Linked DNA regions of Sus scrofa: region 2 is linked to region 1. Evidence: chromatin contacts called from public Hi-C data. All regions are on one chromosome and are shown on one strand. Each heading gives the region's core, a stretch centred on a gene start, on an enhancer-like site or on the middle of the called end of the contact. The rest is flanking DNA. Distances are from core to core; before and after follow the strand shown. Region 1 overlaps LOC102157778 (collagen alpha-1(I) chain-like). Region 2 has its middle 95 kb from the start of MIR30A.

Region 1 (5,941 bases), core at 620-3,119:
TTTTATGGGACAATGTCAGGAACTTGAAAAGCTTCCACTTCCGCACATGTGGTTGCCTCGCTCTAGTCTGTCGACCACTGACCACAGCTGCTCTGCACTTCCATCCTACCCTCCAGCCTCTCTGAGGGCTGCTGGGTAATAAAGCACATTTCTGGGTAGGGCAGGGATGATGCCTTGTTCACAGCTGTAGCCTAAACTCCCAGCACAGGGTTCGGTTCAGAGTAACTGCTTGATAAATATTTATTAAATGGATAAACTGGTGTCTGGAATCCTCTGTCTTAGATCCACAATGATCTTCTATCTTCTCTGAGAAGGGTCTGGGAGAGAAGGCAGGCAGGTATTTATTTACACAATACGGGTGTTGATTTTTATTTCCTCCCTTTTGGATAGGGTTACTGGACAGGCAGACAGAGAAAATGTGTTAAGCAAAGTATATTTGACCAAGTCTCTCAAGATGCAGAGAAATTGAGTCTGGACCCTAATTCATTTAACAATATTCATGGCTACTAAAAACTGAGCCCCAAAGGAACTAAGGATCAGCCAGGCATTAGCCTAGAGGACAGCATTTTGAGAGCTGGGCCTCATGGCTCATGTCTGCACTTGGACATTCTCTAGGCAGTGATTTTATTTTAATCTTTATCAATATCTTCAACTAAATCCAAAGAATAAAGGCTTTCTCAATGTGACATGAAATTCAAGGAGTTGGCAATTATGTTGGAAAACTGAATCAGGATTCAAAAGGACATGGATGATGGCTGTGGGCCAAATCTAACTTAACAAGTAGGTAGTGTTTCTAAGACATTTGCTGTGGAGGGAAACGGGACATTCTGCAGCTGCCATGAAGTCTCAGGGATACACGTAAATATCTATTCAAATTCAGATAGCAGGCCGAACAAGTACCAACTAGGGCAAAAGAGCAATGCCTGTGAAAAAGGACTGAGTTTTAACTGACCTCAACCCCAACTTGAATAGCGCTGATGACTGCCAAAAATAGCTAATGTGATTTTAGTCAATATTAAGAGAACTGTGCTATCTTTAGAAACCAACCAAGTATTTATGGAGCTTCTATTTGCATTGTTCATGGTGCTGTGTAGGGCAGAAATGTAACAGGCAGAAAATACCTGCTTTGAAGTCACTTTCTAGTCAGAGGAAGTTTAGCAATCAGAAAACAATGTAAGATACGTGATTTGACAGCCTATCAAGGAAATGACCCTTCCAAATGCCCAAACACCCCAAACCAAAACCGAAAACAAGAACAAAAAAAAAAAAAAAAAATGGAAGTTTGAGTGCTTAGTCCACTGATATTTAGAGCTGTGGTCCAAAGTCATCCAAAACCTGCTGTAAATAAGGTATATGACTCTCTATAGGGACCAAGTCACAGGAATACATCTTAGAAAGGGTCTTTTTTGTTTGTTCGTTTTGTTTAGTTTTAAATAGGCTAGAGTTCACATCTCTGGAAAATTCAATTATGAGGATCCACTCATTCCTCAATAGGATCAAATAAATCAGATACTTCTGCACACAGTTAAGTGCTGAAGTATACAGGTCAATCCATGATGCTTGAGAAAAGAGGAGTCCACAGAAGAGGTCAGGGAAACAAGGTCCCCCACCCCCAACTCTCAATACGCCAGGGCAGATCTGTGGGCTCTGAGGACGTGGGGTCATGGAATAACCAGAGCCTGACAGGTGGAGAGGGGGAGAAACAGCTGCTTTTACATACGTCATACATATAACTGACCACCATACCCCCCCCCCCCAAGTTGTAGAGCATTATGTCACTTTTGGCACCTACAGCGCAACACACACCAAAACAACAGCACGCTTCCTTCCCAGGGAGGTTCCCCTGCCTGGTATTCTTCCTCCGTGGTGCCTAGAAAGGCCAGAAAAAGTCATGCCAGCAAGCGGGGCCATGCCTCTCCAAGTGCATGGCCTCTGAGTTCAGCTGGCCCTTATGGCACACAGAATGTCAGCTGTTTCTGTGCTCCCAGCAGCTTTTCCAAACCTCCGCCTCTTCCCGATTTTCATCCATCTCGGGCATGACCTACCCACCTCACTTCTATTTCATAAAGCACATTTTTGCCCAGTTACTGCAATCCAGCTCAAATCTGTTCCAAGGACTGCCTGGCCTTCCTTTTCTACTGGAAGCCACCTCTCCTGTTCCAGGCCAGTCCCTTCATCTCTTTGTAGCTGTGATGCTGGTGACCCCCTCCTCAAACCCTCTACTACTTTCACCTCCAGATTCGGTTCCCTCCTCTCCAGCACGTTCCTCTGCCCACCTCTGCCACCCTCCCCACCCCACCCCATTCTGCCCGCAGGTCTGCTCTCAGTGTGACCCACCAGGCCCACCCTGCACAGGCTCTGCTCTCCACACCTCCATCCTCTGTCTGCACAAGCTCTTTATCTTCCTGGAGTGTCTGCACCAATGACGCACTTACTCTGGGGGGTCTGCTTGTCCTTCTACATCTTCAAAACTTTTTGAACAATTTCGTGATTCTCCCCCTAAGCTAAATGGACCTTCTCTCTGCTTCCCTCCTCCTAAAACCCTGAACAGGTCTTTTACTCTGGGTTCTCTCAAGCAATCACTGGTTTCCGTGTTTGTTTGTTTGTTTTTTTTGGTTTTTTTTTTTGCTTTTTAGGACCACACTGGTGACATACGGAGTGTGTCCCAGGCTAGGGGTTGAATCAGAGCTATAGCTGCTGGCCTACAATGCAGCCATGGCAATGCAGAATCTGAGCTGTGTCTGTGTCCTACACCACAGCTCAGGGCAATGCAGGATCCTTAACCCATTGAACGAGGTCAGGGACAGAACCCTCAACCTCATAGATACTAGTCGGCTTCGTTACCACTGAGCCATGACGGAAACTCCCTTACCATCTTTTAAAAGGCTTCTTGAAATAAGAGGCTGCATTGCTCCTTGCCATATCTGTGTGGGAAGGGCTCAATAAACATCTATCAAGTGAATGGATAAACTTCATGAGAGCAAAATATGATGCCAGCACCAAGGTCCTTGACTCAGGAGCTGTCCAAACAGTTGTGTGGATGCTGAAAGACCAGGCTGCCATGGGTAAAGGGTGTGGACCAAGGGACTTAATGCCCCTGCCAAGAGGAAGAGTCTATGATGTTATGATGATTCTGTACCAAGTAAGTCTTCTTTCTCATTACTTTTTTTAAAGACTAGAAATTAACAATGTTTAAAAAGACCATATAGTAAATTCAAAAGTGAACGGGTGGTATTATTTTGCCTTCTCTTTCTTAGCAGACATCAAAACACTTCGGTTACCTATTGTTTTGTGTTATGGTGACAGAGGTCACTGACTGATGAAGATCTAAACCAGCCTTGTGCTCTAGACATGTACACCTGGTCTCTGTTCCTCAGCAGATGGCCTCTGATTTTTTTTTTTTTTAACCATGACTACTACACCAAGCAGTTAGAAGAAACAGGATGATGACAAGAACAATTTTTTCTCTCCTTTGTGCAATTTTTAACAGGAAGCTATTCATGTTTAAGGCTTTTAAAAATACTAAGTCTTAACGGTGAGTGTGTGAAAGAAAATCACTTCATAGTTTCTGGCATGGTTGGCGGCATTAAAAGAGCTCTGGATGTTGAATGACATCACAGTTTTAAACCTTCCTGAGAGACTGTTATTTCCTCACTAATTCCCCTTAAGCAAAATATTTAAGATCAGTATGAAGTTAAGAGATTCCAGCTTTTTCTTCTGAGGATTACCTTTCATGGAAATGATAAAATGGAAAAATAATTACTCCCCAAAATCCAATAAAAAAGCCAAATCCTCCTAGAAAATCCAGAGATAGCATTACCCTTCGGTACCCTCCACTTATCAGGGGGGAGAGAAAGAAAACTTCCCTAGATCCATTCAAATACAAAAACATTCTTCGCGACATTGAATTTTATAAAATCCCATTGTTAAATACTTCCTCTCAAACTCCTGCCAAATGGGAGGATTACTGCTGAAACAGACAAGGAATATGTGACCTCCTCCTCCTCCCCTGATGAACATCAGGGTTACACTTTGGCCCATGTACAGATCTATTTTCTACAAAGGATGCAGCTTTTCAGAGATGTGAAGGATCTGGAATAAGAACACTGGCCCTCATCAACCCACTTCCTCTATTGGAAGGGAGTCTCCCAAATAGTCCTCAAAAGGAAACGCTGGGATGAAGTCACCCAGGTTTATAAAGTAACAGTAGCCGGATGATGGGATCGTCTGAAAAGTGATGCAAGGCACAGCGGTCAGACCCAAAGTTCACGGGGACTTTTCATAATGCAATTTTAGATAAATATTTGCACAGATGTACACACATATTTATTTGTTTTGCTTCAACTGGACTCATCCGAGTGCTGTTTTTTTAAAATATAAACAGTGGGAAACTGCCATAGTAATGACTAGTCAAAGACAGCAATTATTTGCAAGAGCTAAAAGTGTTCATTTAATAAAAAGTAGGAAGCTGTGTGGGAGAAAAAGGAGTGAAATTCTCTAGTAAGTGAGGCCAGTTGGAATTTAATAATTCACTTTGGCTATCATATTTGTTTAGTCAGCAGGCCAGCATTTTTGCTGGGCTGCGCAGTGCCAGGGATGGTCTTCACCTAAAACACCCAGCGTGTTAAGAGAGGGACTGTTTCTAGCCAAGCTGAATAAATACTACCACCTCAGCCCTGGATATATACTGTTCATTACATATCTCTGAGCATATGCGAAAAGTCCCGAAAGGATTCTCGTTAGTTCAACCATTAATCTGGCTGAGATGTCATCAGATTATTTGAAAGTGTGTTAGGAAGCAGTGTTTCAGCAGTGGCCTATGTGTCAGCAGAGAGATATGCTCCTATTATACAATATAAGACAGTCTCCAGACTATATTTTTAACATCTCCTTAGTAATATAAACAGAGATCAGGACATGGAAAGCTCTCTTTTTATGAAGCAATGTTTTTAACTCTTCAAGAATATTTTCCTCAGCACTCTTCATTGAAATTGACTTTCTTCTTTCAAAGGTGAAGAGATGCAAGAAGTGGAGTGATTATAGAGTGTGTATATGCTGCTATAGTAATCAAAGTGGATCACTTTGTAACTGATGCTCAGAATACTATAATTACGCCAACAGCTCAAATTTATAAAAAAAACTTGCCACCTATGGAAGGTCCATAAGGGAGGCCGGAATGCAAAGAAATGGAAAGTCTAAGAATATGCAGCTGCCCATATGTCTGCATTCATCTACTCACACAAATATCTTTGCTTCCTGTGCTTTTTCATGGGTTCTCTTGTGTTTGACTCTTAAACATAATTTAGTTAGCTGAATTAACACTTCACCAGAATGAACTCTGCATTAGTTAGCTGCGGTCACCTAGAGGCCACAGACCTGGTTTTTCATGGAGCAGATGGTCAGATACTGCCTAGCAGATATTTATCCTATGGTAAATATATGACAGACATGTTAGTGAAAGGTAATCTACATATTCTTTCAGGGGAGGAGAATTAGGTGTCTGGACAGAGAAACTTCATGAAGAAGCAGTCGGTCATAACCCTGTGCAATTAGAGTCTCAGGTACTTAGAGAAGCCAGCAGCCTGCACCTCAGACAGCTGGAGGGCAACCTGGTGGTCCCAGGATGGGAAGTGCCTTCCTGGTGGCACCTGGGGAGCTGGCCTTTTTATAGAGTGTACAAGAGGCAAGGGATCGCCTAGGAGAAATGGCTGAGGAAGACACGAAGCGCAAGTTTGAATTTAGGGCAATAGCAGATTGAGAGATGGAAAAATCCTCAAACTTGTACTAAAAGACCTGATCAAGGAGCCCCAATACTGACAGGGGGTGTGGAGTGGGGGGGAGGAGAAAATCAGCCAGAGTCAGTTCCCTCAGCCACAGGCATCTGTGGACTTGGTCAAGGCCCACCCTCCCCACCCCCACGCTGGAAGACTGAAAGTCAGCA
Region 2 (6,084 bases), core at 300-2,799, 110 kb after region 1:
CTTGGTGGCGTGCATTAAACTATAAACCCAGTTTACAGCAGCAACGGTGCTGTTGGGATATGGGCTTGGGGATATGCAGATGTGTGGAAACTTGCCAGAACAGGTCTGTCAATTAGGTTATTGGTTTGTTAGAAACTGTTGGGGTCTTGGGAAGAAAGACCAAGATTGATGGATGGAAACCCAAAATACTGACAAAATTAAAGGCGATACTTTATGAGAGAATAAATAGCCTCATTAACTGACCCTCAGGGAGACTGGCCCACCCTATTTGCAATGCTGGAGCCAGGTGGGTCTCCCAGCTGTGGAGCCAGGTAGGACTTAAGGATCAAGGAGCCTCTCTCCCATAGGCGGCGGAACTGAGCTCTGCATGCCAAATTTATTTTAAATTCCCAACCTGATATATTGCTCTACTTCCCCTGAGGAAAGGGAATAAAGAGGAGGGAGGGAAGCAGGGTTTAGGGAAAATTCCTCTTCACTGAAACCAGAACAGCTGAGAAAATGTGTTTCCCTCTAGTGGAAATGACTTCTTAATCCTTCAGATTTTTTCATTTAACACTCTCCGTGGCTATAGCACATGGTTCAAGGTGGCTTTGAGGGATTAAGCTTCAAACATTTAAGCCGTGTAATGCAGTGCAATTGGTAGCATTGTTTTGTATGGCTTTGAATCCTAATGTTTTCCTTCGGGTCCTAGGCCCGGGACTGGGCTCATATGCTTGGATGTGTTAAGCTTATTAAAAACTGACTAACTGGTCAGAATGGCTGACAAATCAGCCACTGAGATCTTCAGACTTGACTTCAAATGATTCAGTTCCACAAACAAATCAATGACACTATGTCTTGCCCTATAGATGTTTGTTCAAATATATCAATTACATCATCTTTCAGAATTTTACATCCCAGATTTTATTCTAAACACAAATGAAAGACATTTCTAAATTCTTAAAAGCATGGGAAATGTGATATTTTTGTGGATACAAACATTGAAATTCCTTTAGGGATTTCTGTTTCCACCACAATATAAACCAAAACCAATGCATATATATATGCAGCCCCCTCCACCCCCGACAGGCTGCTAATTGTATTGTCTACTAGGAAGATCAAATGAGTTATGAATGCTCCAAATGGAAGCTGTTTTATTAAGAAAAGCAATTAATGAGAAACCTAAAAGTTAAGTCATCTCCATGCCAGATCAACATAGTGTTTGTATGAAACTTACAAATCTTAGTTTTCAAAATGATATTGAGGAAACAAACATGACAGCTGTGCAAATATGGTCAATGCCTCACTTCCTACTGACTTCTAGTCAACAATTTTAAAACAAAAGCGGTGAGGACTTTCAGTGAAATCCTGGTGAGCAAGGAGTCAGTATTTAGTGATTTGGTGGCTGTCAGAAAATGTCTTCCTATTTTAAAGGGGCTGTTTGTTCCTGGCTGAGGTCTGTGAGTGTACGCAGGGAATTCCAAACTGAAAGTGTGTGTTTATAGGATACACAATACTGCAGATCAAGGCTGATCTGCAGTTAGGGCTGGTTCCCTTTGGTTTCTAGAAAGGAGCAAGGGTGCCCTCTTGGGCCCTGGTGCAGAAACTTCCCTCACACATGAATTCTCGGGGGCCTCATCTTAGGAACCGCAAGGCCAAAGGCAAAGTTTTAGCCACTGAAACAGGCCTGAGTGGGGGCAGCAGCTCCAGAATTGACTGAAGTCAGTTTGCCAGTACCTGCCAATCCCATCTTCAACTCTCCCTGGGCCCTTACTAACAATGCATGCCATTCCCACACTGGCCTGCCTCACCTCCTCAATCAGAACGACTGCTTCAGTGACAGGTTGATAGTATTTTGACGTGTTTTGTCTGTAATAATAATGCTCCTTAGCTACATCACGCAATACTGCTTCTTCAGGTGCCTTCAGATTAACATCATGTAATTTATTGCTTTAGCCATAAAAACTGCAGCATCTGAGGACTGGAAAAACATTACAGATTACGTAATTTAACCTCTTTGTCTGTCAAAGAGGAAACAGAGTTTGGGTCTCATGTAACAGAATTAAAAAGCCACAAGGTTTGAACCTAGAGCCGGTTTCCTGAACCCCCGTTAACAGAATTAAGTTTCTGTTACCTAATGTTTACAGAGAATATGTGAATGAGTCAGGATAGGTATTATTTCTATTTCATAGATAAAGATTTTAAAGATTATGGAGGTTCAGTGGTTTATTTGAAGTCACATGACTAAGTAGGGACAGAGCTAGAAAGGAATCCAGTGTCTTACCTTCTGGTTAGGATTATTTACAAACACATGTGTGTGAACCCAAACTCAGAAACTAAGAAAGACGCAGGTCTGTGCCTCAACAGTTAGTCTCCTGTTAATCAAACATTCAGTGGGTGTCAGGGGTTTTCCTAGTCACAAAGGAAATGTTGAACAGGACAGAGTCTGTGACATCCAGGGTGTGGTAGCCAGCCTCCGAGATGGACCCCCCAATGGCTTTTGCCTCGGGCCATTCATGCCCTTGACTAGTTTCTTCTCACACCAAATGCAGATGACCTGTGTGATCAGTTGGATATTGCTGAACAACTATGTGTTACCTCTCAGTCTAGGTCATAAAACACACTGTGGTTTCTGTCTTGCTCTCTCTTGGATCACTTGCTCTTGAAGGATCTAGTTGCCATATAGTGTGGACATCCCTGCAGCCCTGTTGAGAAGACCATTCAGGAACTGAGAACTCTGATAGCCAGCAAAAACCTGCCAATCATGTGTGTCAAGTGTCTTGAAATCAGATTTTCCAGCCCCTGTCAGGCCTTCAGATGACTGCAGCCTTGGCAGATATCCAACTGCAACCTCAAGTCAGACTCCAGGCCAGAACTACCAAGTGAAGTCATTCCCAAATTCTTAACTCATAAAAATGGTGTGAGATAATGTTCGTTGCTAGGTTTTTTTTGTTTTGTTTTGTTTTGTTTTTATCTTTCTTATGACTGAAACTTCTGCATATGGAAGTTCCTGGGCTAGAGGTTGAATCAGAACTGCAGCTGCTGGCCTACACCACAGCAACAACAAAACTGGATCCAAGCCACATCTGCAATCTACAGCACAACTTGCAGCAGCACCGGATCCTTAACCCAGTGATCGAGGCCAGGAAATGAACTCACGTCCTCATGGACACTATGTTGGGTTCTTAACCTGCTGAGCCACAATGGGAATTCCTGTTGCTGTTTTAAGTTGCTAAGTTTGGGGTAATTTATCATGCAGCAATGGATAACACATAGTTGGAGTGAAAAAATAAAGACAAAATTAAATAGAGTAACTTCAAGTAGAGTGTTATGAAGAAGATAAAATACGGTGCTATGATAGAGGGAGGTAGAGGACTGCTTTGACCAGGGTGGGGGGGCCCTCTAAGGAGGGGGGCACTTGAGCTGAGAGATCGCTGTTCATAAAGAGGCAACCATGGAGAGACTGAGAGAAGAGAAACTCCCAAAGAAGCAACAGTATGCGCAAAGGTCCCATGCCAGGGAAAAGCTGGGCATATTTAAAGGACAGAAAGAAAGCCAATTTGGATGGAGGGCCATGAATTAGGGAGAAAGTTGAGGAAGATTAAGTAAAAAAATACAGGCAGAGCCAAATCACGAAAAGCCTTGAAGGTCATGGGAAGCCATTGAGGATTTGTAAACGGAGGAGACCCAGGATCCAATGTGCAGGTTGGAAAGACTTCTCTGACTGCTGTGTGGACACTGAATAGTCCTGGGGTGGGGATGCACCCAAGAAAGAAAAGAGAAGATGATAACGGAAATCTATCTTTGTGCAATGACACACTCCATGGGGAATTTCTTTAAAAAGGATTCAGCACTCTGCAGCTTCAAGAGAGTCTCACTATTAGTGACTTCACTCAAGTTCCTAAGAGCTGTTCTTCTAGAGAAAAACAGCAGATGCTGGCACACACCTGGCTGGTGGGGTGAATTTGTGTTTGGGATGAAGTCCTGGGTAGCTGTGCTGAAGTATGCAAAGCACACCATCCTTAGGTGGATCGGTGGAGTCTGAATCCAGCCATAGTCCTTAAAGGAGACACTAAGGTTCGGAGAAAAAAATATGTTTAGGATTACAATTATAGAAGGTTTTTTCCTCTTAAATTTTTATGATTTTTGAGGACTTTAAGATTTCCTTTTTTTGCTTTTTTTTTTTTTTTTTTTTTTTTTTTTAGGGCCACACCTGCTGCATATGGAAGTTTCCAGGCTAGGGGTTGAATCGGAGCTTCAGCTGCCAGCCTATACCACAGCTACAGCCACAGCCACACCAGACCTGAGCTGTATCTGCGACTTATGCCACAACTCATGGCAATGCTGGATCCTTAGCCCTCTGATTGAGCCCAGGGATTGAACCCGTATCTTAACCTGCTGAGCCACAATGGGAACACTCAGGACTTTAAGATTTTCTGGGCATCCATTGGGTATATTGTTATTGCTCCATGAAGACAACAGTAAAATCAGCTTATTTCTTAATTGTTACATTCTTTCCACTGAGGAAATTTGGTTCCTATAAATAATCAAATCAAAAGGCAGTTTTCGCTCCCGTACAATCAAGCCCTGTGTGCTTAGGAATTAAGTACCTCTTTTTAAGTCCAGCATGTATTTCTAAGAATAACATCACGATTCAAAAATGATAAGGCACACAACTATGTGGACTGTTTACATTTGGGAAACTAATAGAGAATTCTCTTTCACTTTATCCCTCAAGGAAAAGACCATCATGGGTCACTGGGACCATATTATGTTACAGTCTCGTGGTTCACTCCATGTGAGCTGCTCTCCGCTCCTTCACACACACAGACCCCAGCTATGTGACACACAGTTAAGCACATTTTCTAAAGTAAGAGGAAAATTCATCCAAACACCAGAACAGATGTAAATAAAAAAGAAGAGGGTAGTTTAAAAATATTTCTGTTGCTATCAGCAATAATTTTGTCTCCTGAATGGCATTTGGCTGTTGGTGTAGAGTGTGAATCAAGCTCGTCTGGTTACTGTGGAAGATGGAGCAATGGCAAGTTTCCAATTTTCAGTCCAGGAGATTGTTTACTGAAAGTTCCTTATGCTTTTAAAACTACGTTTTAAAGAAAGCATCAAGTAGAAAATTGTTTATATAGGTCAGGAAATTGATTCTGTTGTATGTATTCCTGTAGATACAGCCATATACAAAATGTTATAGGAGTTGCTTTTTAAAATACTTTTTGGGAAACATTTCCTAAACCTGAAAATAAATATGTTACTGTCTTTATTGATGTACAAATTTCTCCTTAAACAATATTCAGCCAGTCAACCAGCACTTTTTTTTTCTTTCTTTCTTTTTTTTTTTTTTTTTTTTTTTTTTTTGTCTTGCACCCACAGCACATGGACGTTCCCAGGCTAGGGATCAGATCAGAGCTGCAGCGGCCAGTCTATGCCACAGCCATAGTAACACCAGATCCGAGCCGTGTCTTCAACCTACATTGTACTCACTATGGTGACGCTGGTTCTTGAGCAAGGCCAGGGATCAAACCGGCATCCTTATGGACATGAGTCCAGTTCTTTACCACTGAGCCACAACAGAAACTTCGAGTCAACCAGTCTAAATGGAATAATTAGGAATTTTCTTTTCTTTCATAAGGTACTGATTTATTTGAACACCACCATTAGATTGCTGGAAAATTAGAAAACATCAGTGTACTCTAGCAAATTAATTGCCTCTGGCAATGATTTGATAATTCAGAGTAACATAAAAAAGTAAAAAAGAGAATTCAGAGTAATATAAGGAGATATGATAGGTGCAAATAAACTTTCCATGTACAACAATTTTATAAAGAGGGACATAATTTCATAAGATGTCCATCCAAATGAAATGTCACACAAGTCAAGGCAAAGACAAATATGGTGATAAAAGGAGCAGAAGGAAGTGACTACTACATTTCAAATTAAAAAATGATCCTCGTAGAAGCCTGGAATCAGAAACTTAATGGCTCACATTAACTGTGAATGTCCCTGGGGACATGTATCTATCTTATTTACATGAAAAATAAATAAGAACTTGTACAAAGAACTGCCTTAGCCAGAATTCTTAGGAGAAACAGA

The links. Hi-C and Micro-C count contacts between places; a contact is called where the count stands out from the background.
Region 2: a contact with region 1 is called in a Hi-C map of liver, with 2.5 times the contacts expected there. The contact joins two enhancer-like sites. A contact is called at or near these places in 1 of 5 promoter capture datasets (liver), 27 of 47 Hi-C or Micro-C datasets (adipose tissue, alveolar macrophages, brain and 14 more) and 2 of 2 datasets of contacts at active chromatin or transcription factors (alveolar macrophages and skeletal muscle).

Annotation. Positions count from the first base shown.
Region 1 is chr1:51,396,057-51,401,997 of Sscrofa11.1, forward strand. The region is part of intron 4 of LOC102157778 (collagen alpha-1(I) chain-like); the gene reads right to left. Among named protein-coding and RNA genes, the nearest start is that of MIR30A, 14 kb to the right of the region's middle. Within about 2 kb of position 1,870, at least 25 of the 83 cell types and tissues checked have an H3K27ac peak or open chromatin away from gene starts, as enhancers often do. A contact at or near this core is called in adipose tissue, fetal liver and liver, where this site is marked.
Region 2 is chr1:51,505,117-51,511,200 of Sscrofa11.1, forward strand. No RefSeq gene overlaps it. Among named protein-coding and RNA genes, the nearest start is that of MIR30A, 95 kb to the left of the region's middle. Within about 2 kb of position 1,550, at least 18 of the 83 cell types and tissues checked have an H3K27ac peak or open chromatin away from gene starts, as enhancers often do. A contact at or near this core is called in adipose tissue, fetal liver and liver, where this site is marked.